7 separate regions of the Mus musculus genome follow, and regions 1, 3, 4, 5, 6 and 7 are each linked to region 2. The links are chromatin contacts, called in public HiChIP or PLAC-seq and promoter capture Hi-C maps. All regions are on one chromosome and are shown on one strand. Each heading gives the region's core, a stretch centred on a gene start, on an enhancer-like site or on the middle of the called end of the contact. The rest is flanking DNA. Distances are from core to core; before and after follow the strand shown. Region 1 holds the start of Myb (myeloblastosis oncogene). Region 2 holds the start of Bclaf1 (BCL2-associated transcription factor 1). Region 3 overlaps Ahi1 (Abelson helper integration site 1). Region 4 overlaps Gm33671 (a long non-coding RNA gene). Region 5 overlaps Myb (myeloblastosis oncogene). Region 6 overlaps Ahi1 (Abelson helper integration site 1). Region 7 has its middle 7.3 kb from the start of Gm33728.

Evidence for each region. Promoter capture Hi-C pulls out the DNA fragments that hold promoters and counts their contacts. HiChIP or PLAC-seq counts read pairs in DNA pulled down with a chosen protein or histone mark.
Region 1: a contact with region 2 is called in a promoter capture Hi-C map of neutrophils, with 4 times the contacts expected there. The contact joins the promoter of Myb here to the promoter of Bclaf1 in region 2. A contact is called at or near these places in 18 of 39 promoter capture datasets (the 3T3-L1 cell line, the C10 cell line, the HPC-7 cell line and 13 more), 1 of 15 datasets of contacts at CTCF or cohesin (large pre-B cells), 3 of 484 Hi-C or Micro-C datasets (embryonic stem cells, megakaryocyte-erythroid progenitors and pre-B cells), 18 of 115 datasets of contacts at active chromatin or transcription factors (DN3 thymocytes, the SCID.adh cell line, astrocytes and 14 more) and 3 of 9 other capture datasets (adipose tissue, liver and macrophages).
Region 3: a contact with region 2 is called in an H3K27ac HiChIP or PLAC-seq map of thymic regulatory T cells, with 4 times the contacts expected there. The contact joins the enhancer-like site here to the promoter of Bclaf1 in region 2. A contact is called at or near these places in 3 of 39 promoter capture datasets (the C10 cell line, hippocampal neurons and liver) and 6 of 115 datasets of contacts at active chromatin or transcription factors (bone marrow-derived macrophages, cardiomyocytes, embryonic stem cells and 2 more).
Region 4: an H3K4me3 HiChIP or PLAC-seq map of pro-B cells shows a contact between it and region 2, with 2.8 times the contacts expected there. The contact joins the enhancer-like site here to the promoter of Bclaf1 in region 2. A contact is called at or near these places in 4 of 39 promoter capture datasets (the C10 cell line, the HPC-7 cell line, cranial neural crest and 1 more) and 6 of 115 datasets of contacts at active chromatin or transcription factors (cardiomyocytes, double positive thymocytes, embryonic stem cells and 3 more).
Region 5: a contact with region 2 is called in an H3K27ac HiChIP or PLAC-seq map of embryonic stem cells, with 2.3 times the contacts expected there. The contact joins the enhancer-like site here to the promoter of Bclaf1 in region 2. A contact is called at or near these places in 6 of 484 Hi-C or Micro-C datasets (B cells, the C10 cell line, LSK cells and 3 more) and 6 of 115 datasets of contacts at active chromatin or transcription factors (bone marrow-derived macrophages, double positive thymocytes, embryonic midbrain and 3 more).
Region 6: a promoter capture Hi-C map of neutrophils shows a contact between it and region 2, with 4 times the contacts expected there. The contact joins the enhancer-like site here to the promoter of Bclaf1 in region 2. A contact is called at or near these places in 2 of 39 promoter capture datasets (hippocampal neurons and neutrophils), 5 of 115 datasets of contacts at active chromatin or transcription factors (bone marrow-derived macrophages, cardiomyocytes, embryonic stem cells and 1 more) and 1 of 9 other capture datasets (macrophages).
Region 7: a contact with region 2 is called in a promoter capture Hi-C map of liver, with 3 times the contacts expected there. The contact joins the enhancer-like site here to the promoter of Bclaf1 in region 2. A contact is called at or near these places in 1 of 39 promoter capture datasets (liver) and 3 of 115 datasets of contacts at active chromatin or transcription factors (large pre-B cells, memory CD8 T cells and pro-B cells).

The regions. Positions count from the first base shown.
Region 1 is chr10:21,159,582-21,162,397 of GRCm38.p6, reverse strand. It overlaps Myb (myeloblastosis oncogene), which reads left to right and starts at 1,414. Exons shown (of 16, transcript NM_001198914.1): 1 at 1,414-1,702. The coding sequence starts at 1,680.
Region 2 is chr10:20,311,110-20,313,830 of GRCm38.p6, reverse strand. It overlaps Bclaf1 (BCL2-associated transcription factor 1), which reads right to left and starts at 1,362. Exons shown (of 13, transcript NM_001025392.1): 1 at 1,227-1,362.
Region 3 is chr10:21,075,775-21,078,769 of GRCm38.p6, reverse strand. All of the region lies in intron 23 of Ahi1 (Abelson helper integration site 1), which reads right to left. Among named protein-coding and RNA genes, the nearest start is that of Gm20149, 33 kb to the right of the region's middle. Within about 2 kb of position 1,534, at least 124 of the 459 cell types and tissues checked have an H3K27ac peak or open chromatin away from gene starts, as enhancers often do. A contact at or near this core is called in bone marrow-derived macrophages and thymic regulatory T cells, where this site is marked.
Region 4 is chr10:21,225,107-21,228,061 of GRCm38.p6, reverse strand. Gm33671 (a long non-coding RNA gene) reads right to left here. Exons shown (of 4, transcript XR_380153.2): 4 at 1-1,221. Among named protein-coding and RNA genes, the nearest start is that of Gm33671, 10 kb to the right of the region's middle. Within about 2 kb of position 1,636, at least 21 of the 459 cell types and tissues checked have an H3K27ac peak or open chromatin away from gene starts, as enhancers often do. A contact at or near this core is called in pre-B cells and pro-B cells, where this site is marked.
Region 5 is chr10:21,128,390-21,131,333 of GRCm38.p6, reverse strand. All of the region lies in intron 15 of Myb (myeloblastosis oncogene), which reads left to right. Among named protein-coding and RNA genes, the nearest start is that of Myb, 31 kb to the left of the region's middle. Within about 2 kb of position 1,308, at least 12 of the 459 cell types and tissues checked have an H3K27ac peak or open chromatin away from gene starts, as enhancers often do. A contact at or near this core is called in embryonic stem cells, where this site is marked.
Region 6 is chr10:21,053,518-21,056,280 of GRCm38.p6, reverse strand. Ahi1 (Abelson helper integration site 1) reads right to left here. Exons shown (of 24, transcript NM_026203.3): 20 at 1,138-1,300. Among named protein-coding and RNA genes, the nearest start is that of Gm20149, 11 kb to the right of the region's middle. Within about 2 kb of position 1,355, at least 93 of the 459 cell types and tissues checked have an H3K27ac peak or open chromatin away from gene starts, as enhancers often do. A contact at or near this core is called in embryonic stem cells and neutrophils, where this site is marked.
Region 7 is chr10:21,258,137-21,260,871 of GRCm38.p6, reverse strand. No RefSeq gene overlaps it. Among named protein-coding and RNA genes, the nearest start is that of Gm33728, 7.3 kb to the right of the region's middle. Within about 2 kb of position 1,326, at least 15 of the 459 cell types and tissues checked have an H3K27ac peak or open chromatin away from gene starts, as enhancers often do. A contact at or near this core is called in liver, where this site is marked.

The DNA.
Region 1 (2,816 bases), core at 165-2,664, 850 kb before region 2:
CTATGTTTGAACCCCTAAAGCACTTGGGACACTCACACACCCAGTCAGCACAAGTCTTGAACTCCTAAAAGATTAAAGGCAAAATAAATTGGTGTGTATTGAGAATGAAAAGAAAAATCCCCAAGGGTACTGATTTATAAACAGAAGTAACACTGAAAGTCCCCTGAAATCCCCCAATCACCAATCCTTATAAATTCAGCACTTTGCACATCGCTCCTTTGGGAACCTGTAGTTAAAGTTACAGGGATACCTTCGCTGACTTGTGGCTGGTAAACTCTTCAAATTACACCCAACAGGGTCCTTACTGTTTAGCTCAATGGTTCTCAGCCTTCCTTTAAAGGGTCTCAGCTGCGACCCTTTAATACAAGTTTCTCATGTGGTGGCCCCAAACATAAAATTATTTTCATCAGTATTTTATAACTGTAATCTTGCTACTTATGAATCATAATGTAGAGATCAGATATATATCAAACGTACAAGATAACAGTCGAGCAATCCCAAGTGGGTCGGGACCCACAGGTTGAGAACCAGTGGTATGGGTTTGGTTTAAAAAAAAAATGAATCAGGAGTGCACAAGTTCCTGAGAACTGCTAGGGGTTGTTTGTTTGGGATCCAGTAGGTTTGTCCAGCAAGTGTTTGACGCAGGACCCAGGACCCGAGCGCACTCTGCAGAGGCAGAAGTGCGTGGTAGGCACCTCCTAGGGTGGGTGGGCCCGGCGTGTGTCTAAGTGAGGGAGGAAGGGCTTATGACAAAAAGCCGGTGGTGTGTGGGCTGCAGGATCTGGGAGGAGATTGAAAAATGAGCCCGGGGCTCGATCTGTCAAAGGCTGTAGCCACAGGGCTGACTGTATTTAAGTATCCTTTGTCGCTTACCAGTGAATTAAAGATGTCCCTTTAAAATTAAAACATGAAAAACTGGACCTAGTCAAAAATCGTTGGGGGTTGGGGAAGTACGCTCACTCTATTCAACCGATCATCCCTCACACTCTCTGCTCCCGGGTGTGTTGAAGTCGGGGCGCAGTTGAAACCCTGAAGGCAGAAGTGTGTCACCCAACCCCATCGAGGTGCCCTTGAATGGAAGCGCTGCTGATTCGGGCTCGGGAGCCCCGGAGCCTACGGAGAGGAGCGACCGCGTAGCCCCGAAAGCGGTAACAGCGGGACCCGGTGTGAGCCGGCGCCACCCGGCCACGGAGCGGGGTTTGCGCAGGAAAAGGCGCCACCGCGGCCCCGGCCGCCCCTCCCCAGCCCGGGCTCCCCGCCCGCCCGCCGTCCCGGCCGCGCTGCGCGCCAGGAGCAGCTCCGCGGCGCGAGAGGCGAATGGGAGCGGCGGCCAGGCGGGCTGCAGCTCGGGCGACCGCGGAGGCGGCGGGCAGGGCGCGTGCGCACTGCAGGGGCGCCAGATTTGGCGGGAGGGGGAGTGTCCAAACCTCTTTGTTTGATGGCATCTGTTTACAGAGTTACACTTTAATATCAACCTGTTTCCTCCTCCTCCTTCTCCTCCTTCTCCTCCTCCTCCTCGGTGACCTCCTTCTCCTCCCCTTTCTCCGGAGAAACTTCGCCCCGGCGGTGCGGAGCGCCGCTGCGCAGCCGGGGGAGGACGCAGGCAAGGCGGAGGGCAGCGGGAGGCGGCAACCGGTGCGGTCCCCGGGGCTCTTGGCGGAGCCCCGGCCCGCCTCGCCATGGCCCGGAGACCCCGACACAGGTAATGGGGAGGCTGAGAGGGCGGCCTCGGGCTAGGGCGCGCGGGGATCCAGGCATCCCGGAGCAGGTGGGAATGCCTTCCCTGTTGGTTTGCGGGGCTGTCAGCCAGTGGCAGAAGACACTCGGGAGAAGGATGAATGGAAAACTCTGCGAGAAGCGCACGGGTATAGTGGGAAGCATGCCCTGAGGCTCTTTTTTATTTTATTTCCCTTTTTCTTTCTTTTTTCTTTTTCTTTTTGCAAGTTGCTCGGGGATTCGTTTCTCTTTGGGGGGTGGGGTGGGGGGGGGGCTCGGCACTCTTCAGCCGAGGACTGAACGGTTCCATCAGACCCGAGGAGCCCACCAGGTGTTTGGCTTGATGCCCCGAGTGTCGGCGAGGGAGTCGCAGCCTAATTGCTGCATGCATTGAGGTGTGTTTGCACTTGAAGAGCATATGGCAGATATAGGGAAAGGCCGGGTTGTTTAGTAGCTGCAGGTAGTTCATTTAAATTTCATTCATTCATTATGGAGGCGAGAGAGGTGTCAGCTGACAGGCAGGCAGCTGCAAAGATTTTAGGGGGACAAAATGGGTTTGCAGATTGTTTTAAACCCAGCCGTTTGAAGATTCTTGTACTTGTTATGGAAGAAGCTTTTGCAAACACTGCACGCGCCCGCGTCGCACATGTCACCGCACCGGCCGAGATGATGCGTGCACTCTCTTTCCATTTTGGCCCCACCTTCGGGAAGAGGGATCCTCTCGGAACTGTCAGTTGCTGGCGCTCAAGTCCGGCCCGACTCGGGGTTTCCCGAGGACACGCCGGGGCTCCCAGAGAGCAACAGATGCGGGGCTTAGCTCGGTGGCGGTCGCCACTCGGCGCAAAGTGCTGGAGGCAGGCGGCACCCAAGGCAGCTGCAGTGCACCCCGGGCGATGTCGCCGCTCTTCTCCTGGGCCGCGCACACGTGGAAGCAGCTGAGGTCGCCGCTGCTCCCAGCACTCTGCTCCAGCTGCTTTTGGTGGCCCGCCTCTGGCAAAGCCACCGACCGACCGACCCTAAGGAAGATTCGGGGGGGGGGGGGGGAGTCCGCGGAGACACAGTCTATCCGCGCCCGCCTTTCCACTCGTGGTTTGATTTTC
Region 2 (2,721 bases), core at 113-2,612:
TAGTTCGAAGCCACTTGGACCCAAGAAGATCGTCTAGGGTACAGAAATCCAATATTCTGGTCACTCCCCAGACCAAGAAAACAAATCTTAAAACTCAGCTGGGGTGACGAAGAAGTGACGAAAAAAAAATACTATTATCCCACCACTCCCGAAGCTAAGGCAGGAGATTAACTGGGAGTTCAAGGCCAGCACTGAGTGACAGAACTATAACCTTCTTCCTTCACCCATTTATCCCCCCAATCACCGCTGCCAATATCCTCAATTTCTAAAGTGTGCTAACTCTTACCAAAAAAGGTAGCCGGGGCGGTGGTGGCGCACGCCTTTAATCCCAACACTTGGGAGGCAGAGGCAGGCGGATTTCTGTTCGAGGCCAGCCTGGTCTACAGAGTGAGTTCCAGGACAGCCAGGGCTACACAGAGAAACCCTGTCTGGAAAAACAAGAAAAAAAAAAAAAAAAAAAGGTATGTCAGCGCTTGGATTACTGAGAAAGGGCCCCTCTCTTAGTCGCATCCCGCTAGAAACTGGAACTACGCACCTACTGATCGGCTACAACAGTGAGTTGGTAGGGAGCCAAAACGAAAAACTTTGGCGCCAACACCCAGGTGTCTGCTACAAACAGATCGAAAGCCTTCATCTGATTAAGCCTGGCCTAAACCGACATATGTACCCCATAGAGGCGAGGGAGGCGGCTTAACCGCCACGCACGACGTGGCTGATTCCGTTGCTTAACTTTGTCGCAGCTCGCCGTTATCTCCTCCGAGTCCCAAAGGCTAGGACCAGGAAGGAAGACGCCTCCCCCAAGGCCAACAACAAGCAAGGCTCGGAAACTAACACACGCGGCGGCGTTGCCATGGGCAGGGAAGAAAGGGGAAAAAAGCACGCGTGCGCAGAGCCCTGGGCCGGGCGCGCGCAGGAGTCCCAGCCGAGGCCGTGGGGGAAGGGTCGGCGAGCGGTTTGCGCACGCGCACGCCGAGGCCTCCCGGGCTCCGGCCCCGAGCCAGGTTCGCAGCCCGGCCCGCTGGTGGCGCAGCTCCCCCATCCCCCCACCCCGGCGGCCCGCGGCGCCTTCCAGACCCGAGGGAGCGAGGAGGAAAACGCACGAGTAACGGCTCGGGGTCCCCGTTCCCGCCGCCGACCCGTCACCACGCGTCAGAGTTGTCGATACCCAACCGCCCTGTCGCCTCGGCTTTCTCCTTTGAGTGACTCGAATGCGGCGCGAGGCCTACCTGACACGCCGAAGCACGATGTGCGTGCAGGGTTTACCTCCGTGCTAACTACACAGCGGCCATTTCCCGACTCCAGAAGGAGAGGAAGACCATAGAGGCGGCCTCGTCGCGCTAGCTCGGCTCCGTCACTTCCGACTTGGGGCGTGGCCTTCCAGGCCGCTAAATCGCTAGGCAGGCCCCTCCCACCGTCCCGCCCAGGCGCGACTGGCGAACCGCGGTTGAGTGTAGCCCAAGGCTTTCTGGGAAGTCTCGTTGCCCGGTCTCGCGAGGTGTAGCCGACAGGGGGTGGGACAAGGGTGGGGCGGGCCCTGAAGGGCTGGCTGGCTTCTCCGCAGGCGGCTCGGCTTTGTTCGAAGAACAGTCGAGACTGATGTCCCCTGACTTCCGAGCCGCTGTTAGCGAGCCTGGCTCCTTCTGAGGCGGCGACCCAGAGCACGCCAGAAGCTCTCTCACTGAGGAAAAGGCCGGAAAACCGACGACGCAGGGCTGCGTCTGCCCGGAAGCGCCGTCCCTCGGACGCCTAACATGACAGTTACAAGGCAGTCTCTGCCGAGTGGCTTCGGGTGAACTCGCCCCCCGCCCCCTCCCGGGCCGATCGTGAGACTTGGATCGGCTGGGCGACTGCGTCACGGAATGGCTCTTAACTTCCCGGGCGCCGGAGCCTGGCCCCTGAGGCTTTCTCAGAGTTTTGTACGGATCCGGAAACCTCACGCCCTAACTGGATCTGCCAGAATCAGATTATAAACGAAGAAGCCAGGATTGAATTGAAGCAAGTTGCAGACATATTTACCTGCTGTTCTTACCAAAGCAGGACCACTCAAGGGACTAAAGCCGTTATTACGGTGTGATATTTTAGGACAACGTTAAATTCCTTGAAGGATTTCAAAGCTGTAATTGGCAGCCTGTCAGTTAAGTTCAGCATTAGAGTTTGATTCTGATCTTTAACCTTGTTCAGGGCAGCCTGTCCTCACAATCCACTCCACAGTGGAGGAAGTACCTGACTGACCAATGAATCCTGATTTTGATTGTATTTTAATTGGGCAATTGCTCCGCACCCAGCTCCCACTACCATGGTGGAAGCTATGATCTGCGCTATATGCGGGACCCTGATAGGTCTAAAGCATAAAGTAGGAGCTCAGAAAATACTTGTCAAGTAGGTGAGCTGTATTTACATGAAGCACAAAGACAGCACAACTGTGCTATTTTATATTAATGAGACAGCAGGGGCCAATAGCTCTTAATCTATTCAAAATACCAAAATCTAATCACTTTGAAGCTATTAAGTCCTGTGCAATTCTAGTATATGTTGGAAAGTTATCTTTTCATCTAAGGCAATATAATTTTTCGCTCATTAGATCCCCTGTGCTGGGCACTGAACCCGCAGAACCTGCCTGGTACGCGCTACACAATTGTTCAGCCACAGAAGTACACCTTCCTAACCTAACTTTGACCTCAAATAAATCAATGTGTTACCAAAGAAGGAAGACATGGGAAC
Region 3 (2,995 bases), core at 285-2,784, 760 kb before region 2:
CTTCAGGGGGCGGAGGTCTTGTGGAGGCATTTCAGTTTCATCACTATAAAGAAGTAGACCACTTTCATGGAGACTCTCTCACTCCATGGCTGGGTCTAAATTTCAAACTGGGCTAATTATAGTTTTCAAACTATAAGAGCCAAGTGAGCCAAGGCGTTTTGTGCTTCTGATCCGCCATGGCTGTCATCATCACTGGCTATCATGCTGACCATGTATCTAACAGAATCTTGGGATACAACAAGTTAAATTATTACTAAAAATCAAGGGCCAACATACAGATGTTGCTTTCTTAGAATCTACAGTGGACACGGATAGCGAGTGGGTGACAGACAGAGGGATTGACCATTTGAGCGGCACAGTTGACTCTGGACTTAAACCTCCTGGGACCCCTCTAACCAGAGAGGCCAGAGCACTGGACTATCCTTAGAAACAAGATATAGCCTTGAGACAATGGCAGCAGGTTAGGTCAACTCACCACCTCTGAGAAAAGCAATTGCTGACACACTGTGGCAGGCAAGAGCAGAGGCTAGCCCACTGGCCTTCCCGGGGAGGCAAACACTTGTGTTTTCCAAAACAGGCCTTACTTTAAGTATGTGTTTATGTTATTTTTTTTCCGTCTGAGAAAAAATTTACATCCAAGGTTGGGAAAAATTCTGTTGTTAGTTCAGGTTTTCTGATTTTAAATTTGTTAAGTGCAATTACACAGATAAACTCCTGTGATGTGCAGAAGCGCAGAAAGTGAAACTCATGAGAGCAACTGGTTTAAGTGTAAAATGCAACAGACACAACATGCTAAAATACTATAGTAACAGGAGGAGTCAGAAAGTCATTTCTGTTATCATGTCACACTTCTGGCCCAATTAGGGACGGATAAGAGAGGGAAAGAGAAGAGTGGAGGTTCAAATAAATGCAGGTACAAATCATACAGAGACCCTAAAACCTGCAGAGCACAGAGAGGAGAAGAAAGGTTAGGACAACACAACAGACAGAAGGGGAGGGTGCATGGTGGTGGCACAGGAGGAAGAAAGAAAGGGAAGGGTGACAGGCCACAGCTGGGAATCAGTGATGACTCCGCAGGTGCAGAAGATGGAGGCTGAGCTTTGAAAAGTAAACAGAGAAGCAGGAGAAACTCCAGAGCGGAAGCCCTGAGAGAAGCTGAGAGAAAGCTGAAGCAGCAGCGACAGTCTCTGAGGGAAACGACTCAGACCGTCAGGAGGAAGGAACAGTGCAAGAAACATACAGGCTGCCTGTTAGCGGGAGGCAGGGTTAGGATGAAAGGGACAGAGGGACAGTCATGGAAGCCCCATTCTCTCAAGAAACACAAGCCCAAGTCCAAACCCCTCCGCTGAGGTCTGTTCATACAGAGTAGGCCTACAGCTAACACAGGACAGAGGCCGTAGACAGAGAGAAAGGGGGATCTATACAGCAAGATCATGAAAGTGAATATGAAACCTGATGTGTGTGTAGAGCAGCGACACTGAGTGGCAGGCCAGGCCTTATGTCAGAAGGAACTGGACCCGGTACGGGTTAGGCTCTGTGCTGAGCTCCCACGCAGGAAATGCCAGCATGCAGTGGCGGCCTGCGAGCACTGCAAGAACTTGCTATCCAGGCAGAGCTCTCAACACGGAAGAGGAGAACACCCCGCTTAGGGAACTGGGTGTTAGGAGACCTTGAGCCTCGGGCTCTTGTGTAGAAAGAATAGATCATGTTAGAACTTTTGAAATTATGTTCATTTTGAAGAGAATACTGAAGTAGTGTGAAAACGTTGAGTAGAAAAAAAAATCAGGAAATAAATAGATACAAAGGAAAAATTCTCAGCACAGCCTCAGCACCCAGACAGTGAGCCCACACCTGCTGATGCTGCTGTTCAGGGGCGCGTGCTGAGCCTCAGCATCCAGACAGTGAGCCCACACCTGCTGATGCTGCTGTTCAGGGCCACACGCACTGACTATTTATACCTACCTTCTAGATTTATCAATCGCATCTTTCCACTCATATGCAATATGCCAAAAACATGACAAAAACTGTGTCCAATGAATAATGAGTACCTGACAATTGATTATTTAAGTGTTTCACAATTTTATCAAAAGATGGCTTAGTCGGCCATCACTGCAAAGAGAGGCCCATTGGACACGCAAACTGTATATGCCCCAGTACAGGGGAACGCCAGGGCCAAAAACATGGGAATGGGTGGGTAGGGAAGTGGTGGGGGGAGGGTGTGGGGGACTTTTGGGATAGCATTGGAAATGTAATTGAGGAAAATATGTAATAAAAAATATAAAAAAAAGAAATAAAGATAAAACCTGAAAGTGAAAAAAAAAGTGTTTCACAATTTAATAAATTCCTTTTAGAAGAGCATCCACTGAAACAACAGTCTCAATTGTGCTGCGCAGGTGGGCTTAACCATCAACCTCCCACTAAGAGGCAAACAGCTGAGCCAGCATATTGAGTCAGAGATAATTTAACCAATGCTTTCCTCATAAAGACTGAATTAAAATTTTCTCTTAGACATCCACTTGAAGACACAGTCTTTTAACTGACTCTCTCCCTTGTCCTCAAATATTTCCCTGCTGTCTAGTAAGGGACATATTTAGTTTTGAGATGGAGTTTCCCTAGTTGGCCCAGAACAGCTTTGAACCCCTTGCTCTCACCACTCTTCCAGCTTCGAACATGAGCAACTGGGGTGACAGTCTTCATCACACATAGCTATGTAAGAATTGTGAGAACCGTACACTCACATGCTCTCTTTCATGAAAATAAAAACAAACTTACTAGCAAGCTTGCATCCATGAAGAGCGACTGGACTGTACACAGGGACATACATCTATGAGTGTAACCCACTTCCTTGTGTTCTCATAAAAATTATATTTCCTATATTTTGAAACTTGCTGTCATTTTTGTGATAAAAAATGATGTTTCTTTCTCTGATGATCTCTTGGAGCTTTCTATACGCTACACGTACAAAATCATTAGGAAAATTCTATATGCTACAGGT
Region 4 (2,955 bases), core at 387-2,886, 910 kb before region 2:
CAGTTCATAGCAGAGTGCTCTAAAATCCCTGATGTTATACCGCAAAGGCTCTGCGGAATTGGGAGAAGGGAGAGACCTGGAAAACACCGATTTCCCACAGAAAAGGGAGCAGCGGTCCAGACGTGTGCAATGTGTTCGCCTCTGCTCCAAGCAGGAAAGTGCACACTGTGCTGTCAGCTTAGCAGAGCTCCTCACAGGGGACAAATGGAGGTGACTCTGGGAAAGTCTGAGAAAGTCTCGGAAGCCTGAGAAAATGGCAATTTGCATCCAGTCTTTTCCCGACAAATGTACCTGCTTCTGTATAAAATGGTGAGTCTCCAAGATTATGTTACTGTTGATTATTTTAAAGTTGGGTCGGATAGAGAGTGTTCAGATGTCTGTCAAAGAAAACTATTAAGCCATACTATAATCTCTCCAGAAAATGGAAGAGCAGGCTATTGTGAAAAGAGGTCAAAAGCTTTCTTGAAGTTGGTATAGGAAGGGCTTCAGGACCCCAAAGGATGGATAATCAGAGAGCGAAGATGCAGGTACAGCACTGGTCTTCTAACACTGTTGGTAGGGAATGATTGCTGTCACCACACTGGTTGTGTGACCTGGAGACCTACCACGTTCCAGAGTTAGCTACAAATCTTGATCAAACGCCATGAAAAATATATCAATCAACTTTGTCTACTGTCCAAACTTAATAGACACATTAGTGGGAAAAAAACAGAATAAATATTTCCTTGAGTAGACTCGAAATTATCTGGTGGCATTTCCCTTACTGTCTTAGCCACATTTCTCATCTCCACGACAAAGCACCCAACAGAAGTTAGTTTTAGCCCACAGTTCAGAGGGTGCCAGCCACCATGGTGTGGAGGCATGACAGCCAGGGAGGCTCTGTCTCTGGTGGCAGGCGCTTGCAGCGGGGCTTATTCAGGCTGAATAAAACAAAAGCAGATATTATGCTCAAGGCCTGCCCCTCTCCTCCCCTTGTATCCCATCTAGGCTAGCTACAGCACAAATCCAAATGGTCTCTGGACCTCTTAAAACAGTGCCACCAACTGGGAGTACTTATTCCAACAAATGAGCTTGTCAGGATATTCTGCTTCCAGTTTCAGACCTCTGTCGTTTATACTGGCACCCTCACGAATGCCATTCAGGTCAGGCCTTGAAGAGATGAGTGAGCACTTCCCAGCAAATGTAAGGACGTAGAGCACAACCGCTGGCACTCTGAGGCTTCTTTCCAGAAAGAAATTGACAAAAAGAAAAAGAGAGTCATAAGTCGATTTCCAAAGTATCAAAACTAAGCTCTCTTCCCCTTCCAGCGTTAATAGTAAGACAGATACCAATGTAAGACCAAGATAGCACTAACAAATGAGCTGAGCATTTTACTTCTGTCTAAAAAATAAATAGAGACCTCTGAGGCCCAGGTTTGCGGCCACTGTTCTATGTGACAGGACACCAGATGCTTGGTCACAAAGGAAACTGGGTGAGAGGAAATGTCACTTGGGACTCCATGAAAGCACACGGCATTGGATGTTTATAAAATGGTTTTTTTACTTGTCTAAATATTTCTGAACCATGGTCTCCCAGGCACACACACTGAGCTGTTTTTTCCTAAAGTCGTGTTTCATTTGCACAGACTAACCACATTTTCATCTGAGAGTCTCCATATGACTAGTGAAGCAGAGCCCCGAGGTTATGATTTCGGGAGTATCTGTGGCCTTATGGTGCTGACCGGATCTGCTCCACACACGAGTCTAAGTGTGCTCTCGGGTAACTGCTAGCCACCTCAGCCTCCCTCCCTCCCTCCCTCCCTCCCTCCCTCCCTCCCTCCCTCCCTCCCTCCCTCCCTCCCTCCCTCCTTCCTTCCTTCCTTCCTTCCCTTTGGTCAGAAGGGGTGGATTTTTGAGACAAGGTCCTCCTACATAGGGCTGGCTACCCAGGAACTTACTATGTAGATTAGGCTAGACTTAAACCTCATGGGCAATCCTCCTGCCTCTGCCTTCTCAGTGTTAGGACTATAGGCATGTGCCACTATACCTGACTCTTCCTTTTACTTTTTTATGGGAGGAAGCAGGGAGTGTGTCTGTGTCTACAAGCACATGTTTGGTGTGTGTGTGTGTGTGTGTGTGTGTACACGCGCGCGCACACACACACACACACACACACACACACACACACACGCACAAGTGCATGCTTGTTTGCTAACACATATGTGGAAGCCAGGGGCTAGTCTGATGTGTCACACTGAAGATACTCTTCACAGTTTTGGGGTTTTTTTTTTTCTTTTCTTTTTTTTTTTTTTTGATACAGAATCTCTTTAAGGCCCAGAACTTGTCAAGTTGGGTAAGCTAGCTGTCACCAGTCTTCAATGATCTTCCTGTTTCTGTGTCTCCAGCACCAGGATTACAAGTGCAGGAACCATGCCTGACTTGCTAAAGTGTAGGTTCTGGGAATTAAGTTTAGTTTTTTAAGTTTGCCAGGGAACTACTTTTCCAACTAAACGGTCTCCCAAACCTGCTTTCCTCTTTTATTTTTATGTTTTAAGATCCTTTATTTAACTAGAATTATATGGAAAGCTGTGTGTTTTTAAAACACCCAGTGCGTTTACATTTCTAAGAAAGCAGGTGGTAGTCAGGTGTGGTGATGCACGCCTTTAATCCCAGCACTCGGGAGGCAGAGGCAGGCAGATTTCTGAGTTCTAGACCTGCCTGGTCTACAAAGTGAGTTCCAGGACAGCCAGGGCTACACAGAGAAAGCCTGCCTCAAAAACCAAAAAACCAAAACCAAAAAAAACCAAAAAGCATTTACATTTCTAATTGTTAAAAAATGGGTTTCCCCCCACACACTGGATTGTTGATTAACAGCCCCCGACCCAACAACCATATCAATGTTTATTAAATTCTTGTACCAGTTTAGCCTGGAATGTCCTCCACAGGCTTGTCCTTCAAATACTCGGTTCCCAGTTGG
Region 5 (2,944 bases), core at 59-2,558, 820 kb before region 2:
CGGGAAATGTTGCAATAATCTAGTTCTGTCAGAAAACCACCTGTGGGCGTGGTCTCGGCTCCTTTCATTTATTGGGCTTTTGCAAAGGGTCTGGATGTTTTTTTTTCAAAGTGCTTTAACAGGATATCCCAGTTAAAGTTTTGACAGACTGTTTATAGCTCACGTCTGCCCAGCGGCAATGAAAGATGCATTACAGGATAAGCAAGGTGACTCTCCTGGCCGCCACAGGAGGATGTAGGGTAGGATTCTATTAACATTTAAATGAATTCAGACAGGCTGACATCTACAGAACACTGGGTTTAGAAGCAGCAAGAATTCACATGCAGAAGCTGCTGCGCCTAACTGCTCTCTTAAAGTAAACAGAAATGCAGGAGTTGAAAACAGAAACACACAGAAATTGAGGTGACAGCATTCAAAAATAGCCCTTAACAGAAAGACACCTAATCCTGGTTTGTCACAGCTATCATGTTCTTGAGAAGTTGCTGTGGGGTCCCCAGTTCAAGATCCTAAGGAAAAAGGAAGCTGACCTTGACAGTCTTTTTTTCTCTTCTCTTCTTCTCTTCTCTTCTCTTCTCTTCTCTTCTCTCCTCTCCTCTCCTCTCCTCTCCTCTCCTCTCCTCTCCTCTCCTCTCCTCTCCTCTCCTCTCCTCTCCTCTCCTCTCCTCTCCTCTCCTCCTTTTCTTTCCTTTCTCTTCTTTTCCTCTTCTCTTCTTTCCTTCTCTCCCCCTCCCTCCCTCCCTCCCTCCCTCTCTCCCTCCCTCTTTCTGTGTATGTGTTTGGGAGAAGCACACAGATGGTATGTTGCAGACAGAGGACAACCTTGGATAGTGTTCCTCAGAGTCTGTCCATCCCACCCTACCATCTCTTTTGAGACACTCCCTGAAACTCATCAAATACCTAAGTAGGCTAGGCTGGCTGGCTAGTGAGCCCTAGGGATCCACCTGCCCCTGCCTTCTTAGTGCTAGGATTCCAAGTGCACACTACCGTGCCAATCCCACCCCCCTTTTAAAAAACACAGTTTCTGGAAATCCAGCCCAGGTTCTTCCTCACTGAAGAGTAAACCCTTTACTCCCCGGGCCATCCCCCTCGCTTGAACCATAGTGCCCGCCTACCTGACCTTGCTCTCCATTCTCGCCATTGGTATGTGTTCTGTTCAGCTTATTACATTCTCTGTGATGTACCTACTGTGTGCCCTCCTAGCTCCCAAAGCTGCTTAGCTCATGCGAGCTGCCTTTCTGCCCACAATGATTCCACACACGCTAGCTTACTGCACCCTATCGTGTGCACACCAAGAACTGCGTGTTCTGACCTCTCCCTAGCCCTAGGCTCTGAGGCTCTGACCTAGCGCTAGGCTCCGGCTTAGCACACGTGCTGAGGAGTCTGGGTATTTTCATTATTGTGAATTTGATCTTTAGACATTCTCTTTTGTAGGAGAACCTGATTATTTGAAAAGTCCCCACAAAGTACTCATGAGAACTATATAGTACATTCTTTATATATTGATTCTATCTTAAATATCTAGTCCTGGAGGAAAGACAAAATATCACTCCAGGGATGATCAACCTGGAGATTTATCAAAGTCACAATTCTTTTCAAATTGATAAGTTGATATGATTCTCTGAACAGGCATGGACAGTTAAGAGTCATCTAACATACCATACAGCAAAGGACGGCTCAGTGTGTGGCCATCAGCAGGAGCAAACATAACTTATATTGTGGTGGAAGCTTAAGAAACTTAATTTGCATACAGGAATTTTATTCTGTATTAAATCAGGCCAAGTAGAAAATTTCTTTTTTTTAGTAGGAAAAGCTCTTAGAAAAAAATAGAAATAAGCCTTTTTTGTTTCAATATGTTTTTTCCTTCATTCTTCCTCCTCCATTCTTTTGAAGATACATGTTTTTGGTAATACACATACATATATATATATGTGTGTGTGTGTGTGTGTGTGTATGTATATATATATATATATACATATATGTGTATATATATGGTGTAATTTTAAATCTACATGCACAGTATCATTAGGTTAAGTTATACAGTAGCCTCCTCACTTAGTCAGTGTTTCTAAGCACTACATATGCTTCTCTGTAGAGGATACACCATTTGATTTGTTGTCTCGTTTTTTGTTTGGTTTGGTTTGGTTTTTTTGAGACAGGGTTTCTCTGTGCAGCCCTGGCTGTCCTGGAACTCACTCTGAAGACCAGGCTGGCCTCGAACTCAGAAATCCGCCTGCCTCTGCCTCCCGAGGGCTGGGATTAAAGGCGTGCACCACTACTGCCCGGCTCTGATTTGTTGTCTCTTAACTGCTCATTATTATATGTCATATTTTGCTGCAAGGATTACAGGCCCTAACTCAGTAATTAAATTGTATTAGTTTAGGTGATATAGTGTGTCTGTTTGATTTCTGTGCTGCACTGGAAAACCTTCGCTCCTGCAAGTTAGCAGGCAGTAACACTCAAGCAGAGGCGCTGGGCGGACTGAAACCCTGCGCAGAGCCATGTGTGTTCGGTCTGTGCATTTGGATCCAGGGAAATACTCATTTTACAGCACTTCTCAGTCTTCCTAATCTGCAACCGTTTAATACTACTACTGTTTTGAATTGTAAAGTATGAATCTGTGTTTTCCCATAGTCTTAGGTGACTCCCTCAACCCTCCCCCACACCCTCAAAGGAGTTGCAATCCACAAGTTGAGAACAGCTGGTTTAGAACCATTTCAAAGGATGTTGTAACTAAGCTTATTGTTAGGAAAAATATCAAATGTGACTTTGTGTCAGAAGTCAACCTGGGATGGCTGCCATCTTGGTTGCAGCCTGTCTGTGACATGCTGTCCCTTGGAATGCTGTAGGACGATTCAGTGGCTATGGAGTATGTCAAGCTGCACCTGATTGTTTCGAGCACACTTGTGCACTTGGCTGTGACTGAGAGGCAGCCAGGCAAGCTAAG
Region 6 (2,763 bases), core at 106-2,605, 740 kb before region 2:
AGCTATTAGTTCCTTACAGAATACACAAACCAGGGACAAGTAGAAAATTAAAAATTGTGTTGCAGGAGACAGAAAGTGGGTACTTTTTGCACTCCTTGGCACTTTTAAGGGGAGGAGGGAGCTGCAGCAAGACAGACACCAGCCTACAGCTTTGGGAAGGACCAGTGGGCAGTAAGTGGGGGGGGGGGGGGGGGGTGTGTGACATTAAAGGGAAGTCACTTCATCTAGATGGAGCCTAGCATGACAATCAAGGAAGACATTCTTTTTCCTCCTTTTAATTTTAAAAAATATCCTTTTACTCTCAAATTCTGGAACTTAAGCCAGGAATTAATAGTCCATTTATTCAGTCATAATATGTTTTAAACGGGGCTTCAAAGATTAGCATGAAAATCAATGATTAGGAATAAATAATTGTTTGCAGAAACAAAAGGCAATCAGAACCAGCATATCAGTGTCTGTGTACGAAAGCGTAGCTGATGTCGCTCAAAGTCCTTATTTCAAAGGCGAAGAAGTCCCCTAGGTCAGTATAAGCTGCGCGTGGGCTGCAGGTCTCCCAGCATGCCACCAGGCCAGCAGCGGCAATTAGGACAGGTAATTAGCATGCATTCCGAAGAAGCAGCCCTGCTGGGTGCCCCTCCTCCAGGACAGTCCACCTTGGGCTCCCTGCGGTAGCCTAGTTTCAGCTTTCAAAAGCCATGTCTGCCTCACTGGGAAGTGTTTGTGCTCTCTTCTTCTCATTTAGTGAACTTGAGAAGGAACAAGCCCCGCTCACTGGTGTTGCTACGGAGACCCCGGCCAGAGCTGAGGTGGACACAGGTAGAGTGGGAGCTGAGGGAGCTGAAGTTCCTACGCCGCTAATCAACCAACAGCCCCTGTGGCGGGAGCAGAGCTGGGCAGCTGCCACAGGCTCCCCGGGCATGACAAGGGCAGTCAGCAGGCACTCCAATCTCAGAGCTGAGTAGCTCTCTGGCATACTAGTGCATCGCCTTTTCAGTTTTCCCATCATGAGGATGAAAAATATTCCATGCTAAACATAAGCAATGGTCATATAGACAATACATGCATTAAAGAGTAGTGAATGATCACATCTTGGGCTCCGTTCTATCATAGTGTACCAGGAAGACTGCGTGCACTTACTTTCACTGGCCACATGATTAGCTGGAAAGAACCCTTCCTGCCCCTTTCTTACGCTGCCGTACCACCAGTCTTCATTATCTTTGAAATACACTCGGATAATGTCTCCACGATGGATGGTTAGTTCATCTGATCGGCTGGCTGTGTAGTCATAAAGAGCCACTACCTAAGAGAGAGATAAGACCACCACAGCTTTATCACAACTGTGCCACAGAAAAAGCCCCAACACTCACTTCCTCTTGCAGAAGAGCAGCTGAAACCAAAGCAGGACTTTGGCAAGTCTGAGGCTGTCTCAGGGGTTGCTAATAGGATCAGGGGTGGTGGGAACACAGCAGGAGAAGCAAGATAAAAGACTGTGGGATTGAGAAATGGCTAAGAACATTCAACACACCAAGATTAGCTTCAAAATACCAGATGTTAAAGTTTGAAAGTGTGAAGCAAATTAAAAAAAAAAAAACCAAAAAAAAAAAAAAACCCAAAAAACAAAACCCATAACACACCATTCCCTTAAGCACTTTATAAAACTCCTTTAGGTCCTGTCCTGTGTGCTAAGCAGATGCATCTGAAAGAGAAAAATGCAGGTTATCAGCATTACAAAAAGGAAAGGCTCAATGGGACAACCTGGCCATTTAATTCCGTTACCATCCCGAGTTGACTGCTCAAGTCTCTTTTTGAGAGAAACTTTTCTTGAAAAACAGCTTTTGATATTTTTATACCAACAGCCTAAATCTCCTGACTTCCCTGTAAAGGCTGATCTTTGTTAGCTAGGAACTAAGAGGAGAAGTCCTAAGACAATCCTCTCCTTTGTTTTATGACACTACCCCTTATATTTGATTTGTTTTTGTTTAAAGAAAAAAAAAAAGCACAAGTCAAAACTGGTGCTGCTGCCTGGCTGAGGGTTTAAAAGCCCTTTCTAGCATCTGGGGGAGCTCAGTCCACCCAGACCCGGTGCACTGTAGAGAGTGGGGCACAGCGGCGTGCATGCACATGCCATTCATGTGTATAAATATGCTTACTTTACCATTTTTCCCAAACAAGGCTTCAAAATGTCCATGTTACAAAACTGTATCATGGAAACACACCGCTGTAGGTCTTTGTAACTAGGCTGATGGGTTCTTTCACTGACTATTTAAATCCTAATGTGCATGGTGTTCCACCCTCGATTAGAGTTCACGAACTGACAATATGTATGCTATATTAACACATAGCATTAATATATCAATAACTGACATTAATATATCAATGCCTGATGATAGATATCTTAGTAATGGATATTTAGCTTTCACTAAATTTTCATAAGCATCCACTGATGAAAGAGTCTCTTGAGAGACAGGGTTCCATAAGACAGGCCTGGCTTCAGATTGCCCACTATACCTCTAATGGTATATACCCAATGATCAATGGTATATACCCAATGATCAGTGGATGCTTTCTTAGTATCCAATGCAGCACATTATAGTATTATGAAGTAGTAATGAAACAGTTTTATGGTTGGGTCACCACAACATGAGGAAGGAACTGTATTCAGGACTACAGCATTAGGAAGGCTGAGAGCCCATGCTCTGAAGCAATGGGACAGTTCCTGGAGCATGTCACCATGGTATTATTGCCATTTAGGCACAGACTTGT
Region 7 (2,735 bases), core at 77-2,576, 950 kb before region 2:
CCCAGCTGACCTTCCTACTCCACCAGCATCCCGAAAGGAAAATGTTCCCTCTCCTTCTTTTCCATGCTATCTTAAATACCCTCCAACTCAAAGACACTCCTCCCTCTATCCTGGATTTTCTTATGTTCACTCTCTGTCAACCGTTGCTTGCTCTGCCTCTTAACCTATAGTTAACTTTATTTAGCTCTTCTTTACAGAAAGCTCTTGGGCTATAGGTGTATGCTAGGGCTGAGACACACCACAACAAGAAACACATTTTTTTCCAGTTCACAATCCAGGGTTCACAATGTGATCAAATGTCCTGCAACAGGAAACCACCACCCAAAAGCTGAGCTGGTCAGAACCTCAAAGCCTAGCAAAGCTGGGGCTCAGTCTCAGAGCAGAGGCCCTGCCTAGCTGCTACAGGTCCCCGGAGCCCAAGGGAACTGGAACTCAGACCTAAGGCAGAAGTGCTGCCTACCTGGTTGGGCACATGTGCCATGAGCTCAGCTTCATCTTGGACTGTACTTACTGCGGGGACTCAGAAATAGCTTAAAACAAAACAAAACAAAACAAAACAAAACAAAACGTGTTTACTGTGCTTATGAGATGGCCAATAAAACCCATGTTCATCAGTGATTACAGCCACTATTATAGTGTTTTCTTCCTGGTCTGTCAGGGTCCTTTCTTCCTCTCCCGCTCTGCCTTCTCTCCTTCTCTTCTCTCCAACCCCTTACTTCTCTTCTCTCCAGTCCTCTTTCTTCTCCCTTCCCCTCTCCTCTTTCTCTTCCTTAGCCTCTGTCTCTCTGTCTCCTTCCCAATGCCCAGGAGCTCAAAACAGAGATATATGCCACTAAGTACCAACCCAGAAAGAATGAAGAGAAAAAAAGTTACCCCTAATTTTTAATTGCTAGCTTAAGAAAAGACAACTCTAAACAGGGTGAAGGCACCATTTCCACATGGATTGTTACAGAGTTCAAAGTCTCATAAGTCAAGATGGGTCACCAGCTGTACAATAGACTATCCCTGCTATCACAGAGATACAGAAATTGTCACCACACGATGATGAAAGTTTGTTGCACATAGTGACAGTTCCCACCCAGTGAGATAAAGCCAGTGTGTCAGGGTTAGAGACATAGTTTAGAAGACATGTTCTTCCACAAATACTAGATCCTTCCCTCATTGGTGTGCGTGTGTGTGTGTGTGTGTGTGTGTGTGTGTGTGTGTTTTGTTGTTGTTGTTGTTGTTGTTTTACTAGGGATTGAACCTGGGGCTTTATCCTGTGCATGTAAAGCAGGCGTTTTAATACTGATCTGTAACCTAGAGGTTACATTTTGATATCATCAGGTTGTTCATTAACTAGCTATTGATAGTTTCTGATTATAATATAAACTCTTGAGTGTGATTCTGAAACATCTGTATGTACTCACTAATAATACAATAATATATACCCCTGATAGAAAAAATGGTTTGTTTAAACTATATGATGATTCAACTAGGCATTGCAAGCTGTGTCACATGTGGAAAACACAAATCACAAATATTGAAAGTAATTTAATGATGTTCACCGAATCCCTTTAGGGTCATTCACCTCTTGAGTGTGGAACTATGAAAAATCAACAATTCAACTTATGTTTTGCTACTTAAAAAAAAATGAGGTGTCTAAAACAGAAGAGAAATTGGGTCACCAGATTCTATCCATAAATTTCACTTAAAACCTTTTATCTTAAATTAAATTAAATACTGCTTTATGGATACTCCTTGTAGTTAGAATCTTTAGAAGTTTTATTGATACTAACGAACATTAATCGTCTAATCATGCCTCAGATGCACACAAGTGGTGTCAAGTGCAGAGTGCTTTTAAATGCCTTGAAAACCACCACTACATATGCTCAAGAGCACCCTGCAATACTGCAGTATATTCTTGCTACTGTGATTCACAGTAGTATGTTTTAGATCAATATGTGAATATATGTAAGTGGCCCACCTGGTCAATATTTCTGCCTGTCTAATTATTTACACTCTAAGTATAAACTAAGCATGACACATTTGCTGCGAACAGCAGTGCTTTCTGTGGAGAAATGTTTGTAAGCTTTGCGACATGGTCTTCAGGATGCCTGTGCACAGTAAGAGTGGCTGGTGGCTTTGTTTGTTTGGTGAGGTTTTTTTTAGACAGAGTTTCTCTGTATAGCTCTGCCTGTCCTGAAACCGTGTAGACCAGGCTGTCCTCGAACTCAGTTCCGCCTGCCTCTGCCTCCTGAGTGGTCGGATTAAAGATGTCTGCCATCACTGCCTGCCTTTATTTATTTATTTAAGCTATTATTTTTAAATTGGAAAACAAAGTTTGCAAAACACTAGAGAGAAGAAATAATGAGTTTTGTTTAAAATTGTTTTGAAGATTTTTTAAATGTTATTAATTTGAAACATGGAAGATTTGTGTGGCATAAAATTTACATGGAAAAAAAACTATGCCTGGGAGTTGAAAGTATGGTTCAGGCACAAGGATACACACACACACACACACACACACACACACACCCCACACACACACATTCACACATGTACACATACACACACACCACATACCACACACACACATACACACATTCACACATGTACACATACACACACACCACATACCACACACATCACACACATCACATACCATACCACACACACTACACACACATCCCCACACACACACCCCCCACACCACACACACACATTCACACATGTACACATACACACGCATACCA